Regions from separate parts of the Zea mays genome. Here region 1 is linked to region 2. Evidence: chromatin contacts called from public Hi-C data. All regions are on one chromosome and are shown on one strand. Each heading gives the region's core, a stretch centred on a gene start, on an enhancer-like site or on the middle of the called end of the contact. The rest is flanking DNA. Distances are from core to core; before and after follow the strand shown. Region 1 holds the start of LOC100272273. Region 2 holds the start of LOC100192930.

Region 1 (5,940 bases), core at 1,607-4,106, 320 kb after region 2:
GGATTCAATTTTGCAAATATTGTAAGTATACGCTTTAGTGACTCCTAGAAACAAAACATATTGCATTAGAAAAACTGAACAATGTTACTGACAACAAAAAAAAAGTGATCCCATGTCAGGGAACACACCTACCTGATTAGACAGCGAATCTGAAGAGTCCCCATTGAAAAATTCCATCTCCGGATGAGTGCGCTTAACATCTCTATCAATCTGCTCTACAATCTCAGACTCCTGAAGTATTGATAGTCAGTATTTTCAGTAGTGCAAACTGTAGAAGAGATATCCACAACAAAACTTGACTAACCAACAGTGAAACCAAAGGGAAATCTCTTAGTACTCAACAGAAAAGCACTAGCAAACTGCAATATCAAATCAAACTAAATTACAGCTGTAGCAAAAATACAACGAAAATCAGCAAGCAATTCATGTATCAATTAAGTTCATGAGAATTAAATTAGCATGTTGCTTTATGGCCAACTCTCCAGAAGTCCAAATACAGAAATTCACACCAAATATTTTACTTTTATAATGAAATATGGGGAAGGTTAGGCAGATTTTAGAAACACGATGCAGGACTAGATCAAATAAAAATTTAGAATCATCATGAAGTTGGTTCACATTGCAAGAGGTGTTCGATTCCATAGTAATGCTTGTTATTTCATAGACCTAAGACTCTAAGAGCCTGCAAAAAAATATGTGTACATAACCTACTTCTTAGCATAGAAAATATGGTACATATGAGCACATGAGAAAACAGCAAGCAATTATTAATTTTAGGTAAATTTACCTGGAAGTATTGGTTCCAAACACTAGTTTTCCCAAGGCTTAGAGGATGCTCATCACGAACGATTTCCGCCCTTGGTAGCACACCGGTGCCTTCAGCATTATGTTCCTCTCTTTCAGAAGCTGTCATTTCCTCCATTCTTCGAGTAACTTCTGACTGACCAGAGCATAAATGTATTACTACAGAGTTGGATAAAGGAACAAAAGGCTTCCTCAAAATAAACAAATTAATGAATCTGCAATAATGAACAAGAATGTTCATAATTAGTTGCTTTGTCCACAAGTGTAACAGTTTACTTCCCATGAAATAAAAGCTTCATGTATTCCTGATGAATGAGGCTCCATATATTCTTAGAAAAATTATATGTGCATGCATCTGAAACACAAAATAATTCTTGTAACACTACATGCATCAAGCACTTACAGGATTAACCAGAAGTTCATCTTTGAAATCACAGTATTGGGACCTCTTTTTCTCCAGTTCATACGGCCATAGAGCACGATCAGTTGGCACATATCCCAAGAGAAGCTGCTAACTATCAAAAAAGTCAAATAAATTTGTAGTGTACAGAACATGGAGAAAATTTGTAGACCATAACTACCCACCATCCTACAAGACCAGGCAAATGTCCATCCAGTTTACCTAAACACTAGCAGTTTGTTCTGAGATTTTGTTTTACTGAATCACAAACAGAAGTTATCCATCAAAAATCAAAGTCATTACATCACAGTTCCAAAAGAAGTCATGCAATGAAATACGATTCAACACAAGTAATAAAAAAGACATGACAAACTGACAAAAGTCCAAGCACAGAAAACAAAATTCTCATAATCGCTGAGGTGCTAAAATATGTGGCTGCAGTTTCTGCAGAATCAGTAGACCTCAATATCATGATGTAGTACTGCCATTATGCCTCTGCTCTTCTTATTATTAAGCTTAAAATATACACTGAACTAAAAACAAATGGAATTATGATCAACCCAGCTAACAGAGTGCTTGAATAATATCAAACCAAGTGCTGAGCAGTTCTTCAGCAACGGGCAAACAAGAAAAAAAGCAAATAGGATAGAATTTATGTGAAAATAAAAACATCAGAAGCACACACAAAATAAACCTTGAAAAACACAAAGTGTTCTAAATCAGAAGAAACTTGCACACTGAGGTGTGATTTATCTCATCCATTTGACCTGAGAGATTTTGATATTTGGGACCCAATTCACAGGCCTTTCAAGATTTGACACCCCTATCATAATGACATGTGAGGACACTGTGACTGTGAGTCAACATAGACTACTGATTGAAAGCATGCAAAAACCTTACTTCGTCAACATAGACCACTTATACAGTTATACCTATAACTTCATGAATGGTTGAAACTAGTACAGGGGTCATCAACATAGGCAATGCCATTTCTCTAGCTAGGGAGTGATAGAGAAGCACTCGGTCAGGGTATAAATGCAGTTACGCAGTGAATTGAGAAGATCATGGGGTGATCCTCGGACCTTCCAGACGATGGGCCGAATACCAGCGGCGTCGGGCACGCCCTGGCATGCGAGCCTCCGGAGCTCTGCCAGATCCACCACCTTCCTATCCAGCTGCAGCGCCGCAATATGCAAGAATACAAACAACCCAATTGAGCTTAAACTGCTGCCCAACTTAACACCCAGTAAAAACTCCATCTCCACCCCCGAGAGCAGCAGTACTCACCGCGACTTTGAACTCAGCGACGAGGTGGGCGCACGACGGGGCGCCCGCGCCCTTGCCTTCGTCGTCTGAAACATCGGCGTCGCGTGGGGCGTTGGGAGGAGGGATGGGAGTCGGATCCCGCCGTGGCTGGGGAGGGGGCAGAGGAGATGGTGGCGGCTGAGGGGGGGACGGTGCCGTGGGGGGAAGGGAGCTGTGGCGTGGAGACGGCGGAGGCGCAGACCAGATCGGGCTGTTCAGCCAATCTGGGACGGATTTGCGTCTGGGAGTGTCGCCGTCGTCCATGTCACCGGCGGCGGCACCGCTGGCTGGCGGGGTTTTAGGAGCGGGACTCCGGAGATGGGGCAGCGGCGGTTGGTCTCTGTCTCGGGTGGGGTGGACCTGGACCGGCCCGGTGCCAAGCGGCTGTCGGTTCCCCTCCTTTTTGTCTGAGCAAGATTAGGCAGAAAGAAATACAACACGATGACATATTAATCGACTAATTTCGCATATATTTTAATACCCACTTCAATCTAAATTATAGATTATAGTACCTCCATTCACAAATTTATGACATTGTTGATTTTTTTCGAAAATTATAACCACTTGTCTTATTTAAAATATTTATTTAAAAATATAAAATTTTAAGTCAAGCATTGACTATATTAAGTGATGAAATAAATCACAACAAAATAAACAATAACTCATTATTTTTTGAATAAGACGAGCGGTTAAAGTTTTTTAAAAGTCAACGGTCTCATATATTTATAAACGAAGGGAGTACGTTATTTAAACATTTTTAAATGTGTGTTTGTTATATTTAATAAAAATAATATATAAAGAAGAGTCAAATGTATTACAATTGTCTGTCTTATGTAAGTGGAGTTTGTTCATGCATCACCTCTCCTTTCAATACTTTTCTCTCTGCTTTCTATGGTACATTTAAATGGTAGAAATAGTTAAAATTATATATAATAGGGATTTCAACTATAATTGTTGCCTTCAAACACATTTATACCTGCTTAGCCAACAGAATACACATATTTTATGTGTTATACTTTATACTCAAACATAATATAAATAATTTTAGAAAAAACATGGAAAAGAATAAAATGGACCATGTTAGACCTAAGCCCGATGTATCACACCTAAAGCACAAACACATCACAGGCCAAGTGGACAATGGGTCGTGTCTTATTATCCCTTCGACAGATGATTGATGGCATAGATTTAAAACCCCTGAGTCCCCCGATCGGGATCCGAGGACGCAAAGGCAACGACCAAAGGGGGTACGTCTTACCCTAATCTCAATCGTACTCGTGCAATCCGACCGCCACGGCCGCAACCCAGAATGACAACCCCACGATCTAATTTCCATCGTCCGATCATGGACAGACGCTCACCCTCGCATCCCAACTCCGACGAGAGTAGGCAGCCTCGCCACCGAACCTCGCGTTGGCGACCTCGCCGGTAACGTTCGAATTGATGCCACGAAGCGTGAAAACTCAATCAATGACTGCTACGCGATGCCTAGAGGATGGTGAATTGGGTGGAGGATCATATTGGGGTTTCGTGGCTATGGAGAGGTTGGTTCGCGATGATTGAAGGATTCACGGCGGTGGAGAGCTCTGATGAGGAATTCCTCAGCCTCCCGGCTTTCGATCCCGAGCGCCAAGACCCACACAACCACTGTACGATACGGTGATTTCCCCACAAAGTTCTCCGGCACCCGGTGTCAGCGTGGACGGCGGACGGCAATAGCGGCCTCCCTGGTTCACATCGCAGGAGGTATGGCCGCGAGCTCCCCAGATCCCACTCGAGGTGATATTGGCAGAGGATATGGCTTGTTGGGTTTTGATAGTCGAGGCGAATTGGTGTCGAATCTCATATAGACTCGGTGGGGAACTCCCGAGCCGAGAGAAAGGAGCGGAGGACGCGCTATTCTGTTTTGAGTGCGCCGAGAGTTGGGGGATAGATATGACAGGGTGGCCCCACAAGTCGGTGTAAGCGGAGTGCGCAAGTTGGCTGGCGCCCCGGCTCCAGCTGTCGGTGCAACCCAACACACCCTGGGCCACGCACGTGAAAGGGGAAGACCGGGCTGTGGGCGGGAAATTGGGCCAAGAACGAGTTTTCTCTTTTTCTTTAATTTCTTCGTTTTCTTTTCCCTTTTCTATTTTCTTTTCTTCTTCGTTTTGAATTTCAACTTGAATTTCAAACATTGTGGAGGATTTCTTATTCAAGTTAGGTAGAAATTAAACATACTAACGTGGGAAGAATTTATTTATTTATTTTAGGTAGTATTTTCTCTTTCCCTTTCTAGGTCATTTTTAAATTTTCTAAATTGAATTTTAGATTAAATCTTTATTTGGGACATCAACATAATTCTATTAACATTACTAGTATTAAATGCACTTCAGATATACGTGATGTGTTTATGACCCATACCCGCATGGGTATGGATATGAGGGTAAATTCATACCCACTAGTGTGAGTCTCTTTTTTTGTCATGGGTATGCGTATGTGATCGTAATACTGAAAGGGAAATAGGCTTATACCTTTTACTAATTGATTTTAGTGGTTGAATTGCCCAACACAAATAATTGGACTAACTAGTTTGCTCCAGATTATGAGTTCTACAGGTGCCAAAGGTTCACAACAAACCAATAAAAAGACCAAGAAAAGGTTCAAATAAAAGGAGCAAAAGACAACCAAAGTGTGCCCTGGTCTGGCGCACCGGACTGTCCGGTGTGCCACCGGACAGTGTTCGGTGCACCACCGGACAGTGTTTCGGTGCACCACCGGACAGTGTCCGGTGCACCAGGGAACCCGACTCCAAACTTGCCACCTTCGGGAATTCTGGGAGCCGCTCCGCTATAATTCACCGGACTGTCTGGTGTAGCACCGGACTGTCCGGTGCGCCAGCGGAGTAACGGCTACACAGCGCCAACGATCGTCTGCAAGAACAATAAATGCGCTACAGTGCGCGCCTGCACGCGCAGAAGTCAGGACAGGCGCCAGAAGGCGCACCAGACAGTGAACAGTGACTGTCCGGTGACCCTGATGTCAGAAGATCCAACGGTCAGAATCCAACGGCCGGATGTCAGAAGGCGCACCAGACAGTGAACAGTGACTGTCCGGTGCGCCATACGACAACAGCCTCCACCAACGGCTCTTTTGGTGGTTGGGGCTATAAATACCCCCAACCACCCACCATTCATGACATCTAAGTTTTTCAGCCTTCAAACACCTTACAAGAGCTATAGCATTCAATACAAGACACAATCAAAGAGATCAAATCCTCTCCCAAGTCCAAAGATCATTCCAATCAAATAGTGACTAGTGAGAGAGAGAGACTTGTGTTTATTTGAGCTCTTGCACTTGGATTGCTTTTCTTCTTCATTCTTTCTTGATTCCAACTCAATTGTAACCAAGGTAAGAGACACCAATTATGTGGTGGTCCTTGTGGGGACTCA
Region 2 (6,445 bases), core at 2,797-5,296:
TGCAATTGTCATCTTTTATCTATTGTATTTCAGCAATTTATCTTCTTGTATTTCAGCAACATTTATCTATTGAACATGTCATCTTTTTGTAGGCCAACATTCTGCACAATACAACATAGCAAGTCTACTTGTTGCCCTATAAAATAGGCCTTTTAGTTTTTGTGGTACCCTCCTGTCATACAGAACATCAGATGTTTGACACCACTTCATCCACCCTGCTTTGATTCTATAGCTAACATCTTCATAGATATTCCCGTCTCTCTGTAGCATTGATCCTAAATACCTAAAGGTTTCCTTCCTTGACACTACTTGGCCTTCCAAACTAACATATTCTTCCTCATGTGTAGCAGTGCCGAAATCGCATCTCATATATTCGGTTTTAGTTCTACTGAGTCTAAAACCTTTGAACTCTTGAGTCCTCTCGTCACAACTCTAGTTTCCTATTTACTATTGCCCGACTCTTATCAACTAGCAGTACATCATCATCTGTAAAAAAACATACGCCAAGAGATATCACCTTGTATGTCCCTTGTGACCTTATCCATCACCAAGGCAAAAAAGGTAAGGGCTCAAAGCTGATCCTTGATGTCGTCCTATTCTAATTGAGATGTTATTTATGTCCACATCGCTTGTTCGAACTAGTTACAGCATTGTTGTACATGTCCTTAATGCGTCCAGCGTACTTCATTGGAACTTATATGTTTGTCCAAAGCCCACAACATTTCTTGGTATTTTGTCATAAGCCTTCTCCAAGTCATCGAAAACCATGTATAGGTCCTACCTCTAAACCATATGCTACTCACTTGTCATATTAAGAAAATGGCTTCCATGGTTGACCTCCGGGCATGAAACCAAATTGGTTCAAAGAGATCCTCGCTATTCCTCTCAGACGATGCTCAATAACTCTCTAGCACGGCTTCATAGTATGGCTCATCTACTTAATTCGCAGATAATTAGTACAACTTTGAATATGTCATTTATTCTTGTAGATCGGTACAAATATACTTCTCCACTCGTCACACAACTCGTTCGACCCGAAGATATGGTTGAACAATTTGGTTAGCCATATTATAGCTATATTCCCAAAACATCTCCACGCCTCAATTGAGATGTCATCATGGCCCATCGTATTACCCCCTTTCATTCTTTTCAATGCCTCTCTACCCTCAAATTCTTGGATCCTACGCATAAAACCTCTAATGGTGTCACCAAAAGAGTCATCCAAACGAAAACACGGTAAGTACCACTATTCAATTAGTATTGTGTTCAAGACTCCGTATAAACTTTTAAAGCTTCTTGAACACTAGTATCGAAGGATCTTGATGGGGAGCATGAAAACACCAGAAACATTGCTTAAATGGTTCAATGATTTTACAACCTTTGAAATTATACTACTACTTTCGATTCTTTTTATAAGGCATAGTAAGAATCACAAAGGTCTAGAAGTATACTTCGAACATCGATTATACTCTTATAATATATCATAAAATTGTTGGAAAACAATATGTATTAGAAGATATGTGAATCTATAGATATTGTGAATAGACCTTTAGCTGAGTTAGTTAGGTCCTGAGTTCGTCCCTATGAGAGCGAATTTTAGGCTCGGGTTAAAAAAATCCCTTGTCTGTCCCACACCAAAGCATAGGTCTAAAACCAGCCCCGGTCATGGTAGTTCTCACATGGGCTACAGTGCCACTGCATGGGTGAGACAGGGGTTGTGTCAACCTATGTGACAATGTCTATATGTCCTAAGCATACATATAATTTGAGTAATCATTGGTCAAAATTTACGAAGTTTGCTTTTCCAGATCCTAATGCATCCTACATTTTGAAACAGAGGTAGTTACATCATTACATGTAGTTATAGATGATGCTCTCAGTAAAATCATTTACAGGAAAACAAAATGAAAGAAGCCTGGTTGAAAGCTTCAAAACAAAATTTAAGCAAAAAAGAATCAAAACTTGAAATCGGGAAGGTGTATAAGAGACCAATAAAAACTAAATTTGAAAAGGAAAATAAAAGGAGAGGATTGATAGAAAATAACCTAAAACATGGGATTCTGCAAGGGTAAGGCACACAAACTTCCCTCCTGATTTCATAACTCTCTTGACCTACAAGAGATGCCTGCTCAGTCATACATTTCACCAAGAGTCCAAGAAAATAGCAATTCCATTGGGATCAACAGATCTATCCATTATAACAAATTAACAATTAACAATTAACAACTAAAAAGAGCATTCAAATTCAGCATAAATCCACTGATATACCTCATTCAGATATTTTATCCCCAGTTTTGTCCCAGCCTCCGGCTCCATAAGAGCATCCAGTCCTCCTTTATCAAGAATGACATCAAATGACCCATCTGCAAACTGGTAATTTCATACTTCAGATAGTTTAAATAGAAAATATGTATTAACCATTGCTAGATTTATCATGAATCATGAATGAAAAATGACTATGAATGAAGGTAAATGGCCAATGTGCAAAACGACATTTAGATATGTCAAGTAGATGTGACAAGACGTGTGTAATAGAAATAGTGGATACACACAGCATAAAAACTGACCAGTAATCCAGTACCAGTATAGCATCAATAAATTGCAAAGTAGCAATTCAACGTCATATATTTTTTATTGGAAATATATCGCTTAAAAATAAATCACATTAAACTAAACTTAGGAGCACCTAGCAATTATTAATGGAAAGGCCAAAGACAAACAACAAATAGGTAGGAAATGAAAATTTAGAACCCAATCAAAAGAAAAGTTTTCCCTTGGTTTGGATTCATCTACCATGCCACAGAAGCTGAATCAACACTATAGTACCTTGTCAAAGCTACCTTAGGGCTACAACCTTGTACAGGCTGGAATTCATGCACACAAAAGCTGGAATCAACCAAATGTAGCTGAACCATGTGTTGCCTACTCAAATCGCCCAGAAACATTGAGCTCATGGATCAACTGTTGACATGCTAGGTGATAGACAATAAACTCAGACACTACATTGACACTATATCCAGTAATCAACATCATCTCCATAACACCACATGCCTGATAGAGCATCGCAGTTTGCAAAGCAGAAACTACTAATAGCTCCAACATTATCATTATGCTCAAAGATCAGAATCCTAATTAACTAGTACTGCATCGGTTTCCAAATTATAGACCATTTTGGTTTTGCCCTAAGTCAAACTTCTCCAACTTTGGCCAAGTTTATAGAAATATACATTGGCATCTATACTGTAATACCAAATAAGTTTACTCTCAACACATTGCATGGTGAATTCAATAAAACTAATTTGTTGTAGATATTAGTACATTTTTCTATAGACTTGGTCAAAATTTAGAGAAGTTTGATTTTGGCTGCGCAAGTGACTTATAATTTGGAACATAGCATATACAAGCATTTCAAATTTTCAACAAACAAACTTCACCACTACAACTACCAAACCACCAATGTCCCAAATTAAAATTATTCCAGTGACAAGCAACTGCATTGCCGGTAAACCCAGAATGCAAGGTCGACATAAACTAACCCAGCCCATACACCGTAGTCTACAGAACATGGATAATACCTGCATGTCGGTCATGTCCATGACACGCCAGCGCATCTCTGGCCTCGCGCGTGCGTGACGGCGGAGCATGTCGGCGACGACGACGCGGGAGAAATCAACATTGGTGACGCGGCAGAACCCCGCGTCGTAGAGCTTCTCCGACAGCACCGAACTCCCGCACGCTGGCACCAGGATCTCCTGGGCCGCCCCCGCTGCGGCGCCGCGGTCCCCGAGGAGGTCGAGGAGCGGGGCCCGGAGGTTAGGCCACTCCGCATACCACTCGAAACTGTCCCCCGTGCCGCGGAGCGCGAAGAACTTGTCCCAGTTCTCCCGCGATGTGAAGTCGACGAGGGTGCCTAGGATCGCCGTAGGCGGCGTCGTGGTCGCCATGCGTGGAAACCCTAGCTATGCAGCTTAGGTAGGGGTTTAAGAATGCGCCGGAGGTAAACTATGATTAACCCATTGGGTGTCAGTCACGAGGGTAACTGAAGCGAGGACAAACCGACACGACAAGGGTTAGGGTCCTTTACTTCAGTCATAAGATTAAGGGCTCGTTTGGCAAAGCTCCAGCTCCTGCTTCTTTAGTTCCGGATCCTGATCCTCGTGAGGAGCTGATCCTCCTGATTCTCCTAGAAAATCAGAATTATTTTTAAACCGTTTGGCAAGTAAACTGATTCTTGTCTTCTGAGAGTTGGTGGTCTGTGGCGATTGTCTGTTTTACCCTTTGCAGTTCAACTCTGTTACAAACCAATAAGTAGGATGCATATACGGAAAAATATGAAACAATAACATATAAAATATTCCCATCATAGTAGTGCATAAAATGGTCTCAAATGTTTAATCCATAAATTGGCTCGTTATGTTTTTGTCCAATGGCAATTGCGGGTAATTTCGATCAAACTTTAAGGGGAGGTCTATATTTGGTTGGTTGAGGAGCTGTTTTAAGGGAGGGTGGAGCAGGTTTTTTTAGATCCCACCTTTTTTCACAAAAACGACTCTTGATCTTTCGGCTCCACACGAGAATCAGTTTTTAAAAATACTCGTTTGGCACGGCTCCTCTAGATCCTCGCTTAGAATCAGGAGCTGGAGCTGTGCCAAACGGGCCCTAACTAGATATGTGCTCGTGCGTTGCCACAAGAGTTAAAATTTCTAAGACATTAATGACCGCACGCAGATAGTTAAATTTCTAACTTGTCTTATGTTGCACAAGCTGAAGCACATATTCATGCACAAATCATATATTGTTTTATCACCAGTTGTACCTTCAGCCTTCGGCTCCATCTAGTTGAATAAATTTGGTCGTGGTTGTGGTCGTGTTCTACGACCGCGCCGGGGTGGGGAACGCGCACAGGGGCGGACCTACGTTGATGCGAGTGGGGGCACAGGCCCCCGCTCATTTCTCTGTTGTAAGTAGTAGTGTCTAGATTTTTACTATGAGGTCCCCTGGTCAGACTAACTTAGAGGCTCTTTTAGTATTTTAGCGCTCATCTTTGCAAGTATACCCTCAGTCCCATTATTTCCTGGGTCCGCCCCTGAACGCGCAGAGGAGCAGCAGCAGCGCGCTCATCCTCAGTGCATGCACAGGTGGCCGCCACATCGTGTCTTTCACTGTGGATAGGCAACGGAGAAGGCGGCGGCAACGGACACGTACGTGTCCACGGGCTGCATGACATAGGTGACGAGCGTCGTGGCGTTGTCGGCGGTGGCCGGGCACTGGCAGAAGACGGGGAACGTGACCATGGTGCCAACGTCGAGGTCGGTGGGCACCAGCGTGGGGTTCACGCGCTCCATGGCCTGGTAGTGCGTGAGGTTCTGCAGCTTGGTGGTGGAGACGATCCAATAGGTGTCCCCTAGGCCGATCTGGTACCGCATCGGTGCATACGAGCTAGGGGACCGGGAGGGGCAGCCGCACTGGAGCGGCACGAGCAGCGGCTACCCGTTGGCCGGCGCGGCCGTCGTGGAGAGGTTGTTGGTGTGCGCGACCATGAAGCGACTGACGGCGAAGAGGTCGTCGATGGCCGCGAGATCGAGCGGCACACCCGCGAAGCCGGCGCGGTAGAGTGCGTACGCCTGGCATGGGTACGTGCGGTTGGCGGTGCAGTTGAACCCCTCGACGGATGCTGGCGCGGCCATGGCCATGGTCGTGTTCTGCGACCGCGCCGAGGCGGGGAACGCGCACAGGCAGAGGAGCAGCAGCGCGTTCAGCCTCAGTGCATGCAACAAGACAACGACAATCGCAGAGCCTCAGAGGAAACACGATGGGTGGCGCCTCGCTAGGTTCCTCCCGTCCAGCCCCGTCAGTGCTTGCATAGTGTTCCTTAGTGCATAGTGGTTGATGACCTAAATTAAAAAGTATATGTGGCTAATTGTTTTTGTGCGAGTACATATTAGATTTTGTTGGATTTGTGGTTTTTGTCTAGCTAATTTTATTCTCGAACTGGAAATTGTAGATTTACGATGCTACCAGCGGCTGCGCCCAGCGGGTAAGAGTAAGATTGCGAACCGGGTCTCGAGTTCATAGGGCTAGCCGGCTAGCCCTGCCCGGGTAGGGGAATCTATCGAGTCGACAACAACTGAGCAGCACTGCAGGCTTGCAGCAGAGGGACAGGCGGACAGCAGCCAGCCACCAGGCCAGCCCCCTCAATTTCCACGACGCTTCATGAGTGGAGGGAGACACGATGCTTGCATGCAGCAGCCATGCAGCGACTTGTGCGGTGGCTCTGCATGCTTGCATGCAGAGCTTGTGCGGCTTGCATGCAGCGGGAGGTTGGTGATGCGACGCGCGATAAGGGGAGGTGGGGGCGGTCTACATTAGCTTCTTAATAGTTAGTAGAGACTAGGTGTGTGCTCGTGCGTTGTAACGGGAGTACGCTGGTTGTCATCTATTTTTT

Evidence for each region. Hi-C and Micro-C count contacts between places; a contact is called where the count stands out from the background.
Region 1: a Hi-C map of ear shows a contact between it and region 2, with 2.7 times the contacts expected there. The contact joins the promoter of LOC100272273 here to the promoter of LOC100192930 in region 2. A contact is called at or near these places in 2 of 25 Hi-C or Micro-C datasets (ear and tassel).

The regions. Positions count from the first base shown.
Region 1 is chr10:109,543,725-109,549,664 of Zm-B73-REFERENCE-NAM-5.0, forward strand. LOC100272273 reads right to left here and starts at 2,857. Exons shown (of 9, transcript NM_001146761.1): 1 at 2,492-2,857; 2 at 2,287-2,379; 3 at 1,208-1,312; 4 at 788-940; 5 at 133-231; 6 at 1-44. The coding sequence starts at 2,773.
Region 2 is chr10:109,219,727-109,226,171 of Zm-B73-REFERENCE-NAM-5.0, forward strand. It overlaps LOC100192930, which reads right to left and starts at 4,047. Exons shown (of 16, transcript XM_008664907.2): 1 at 3,576-4,047; 2 at 2,269-2,370; 3 at 2,046-2,112. The coding sequence starts at 3,944.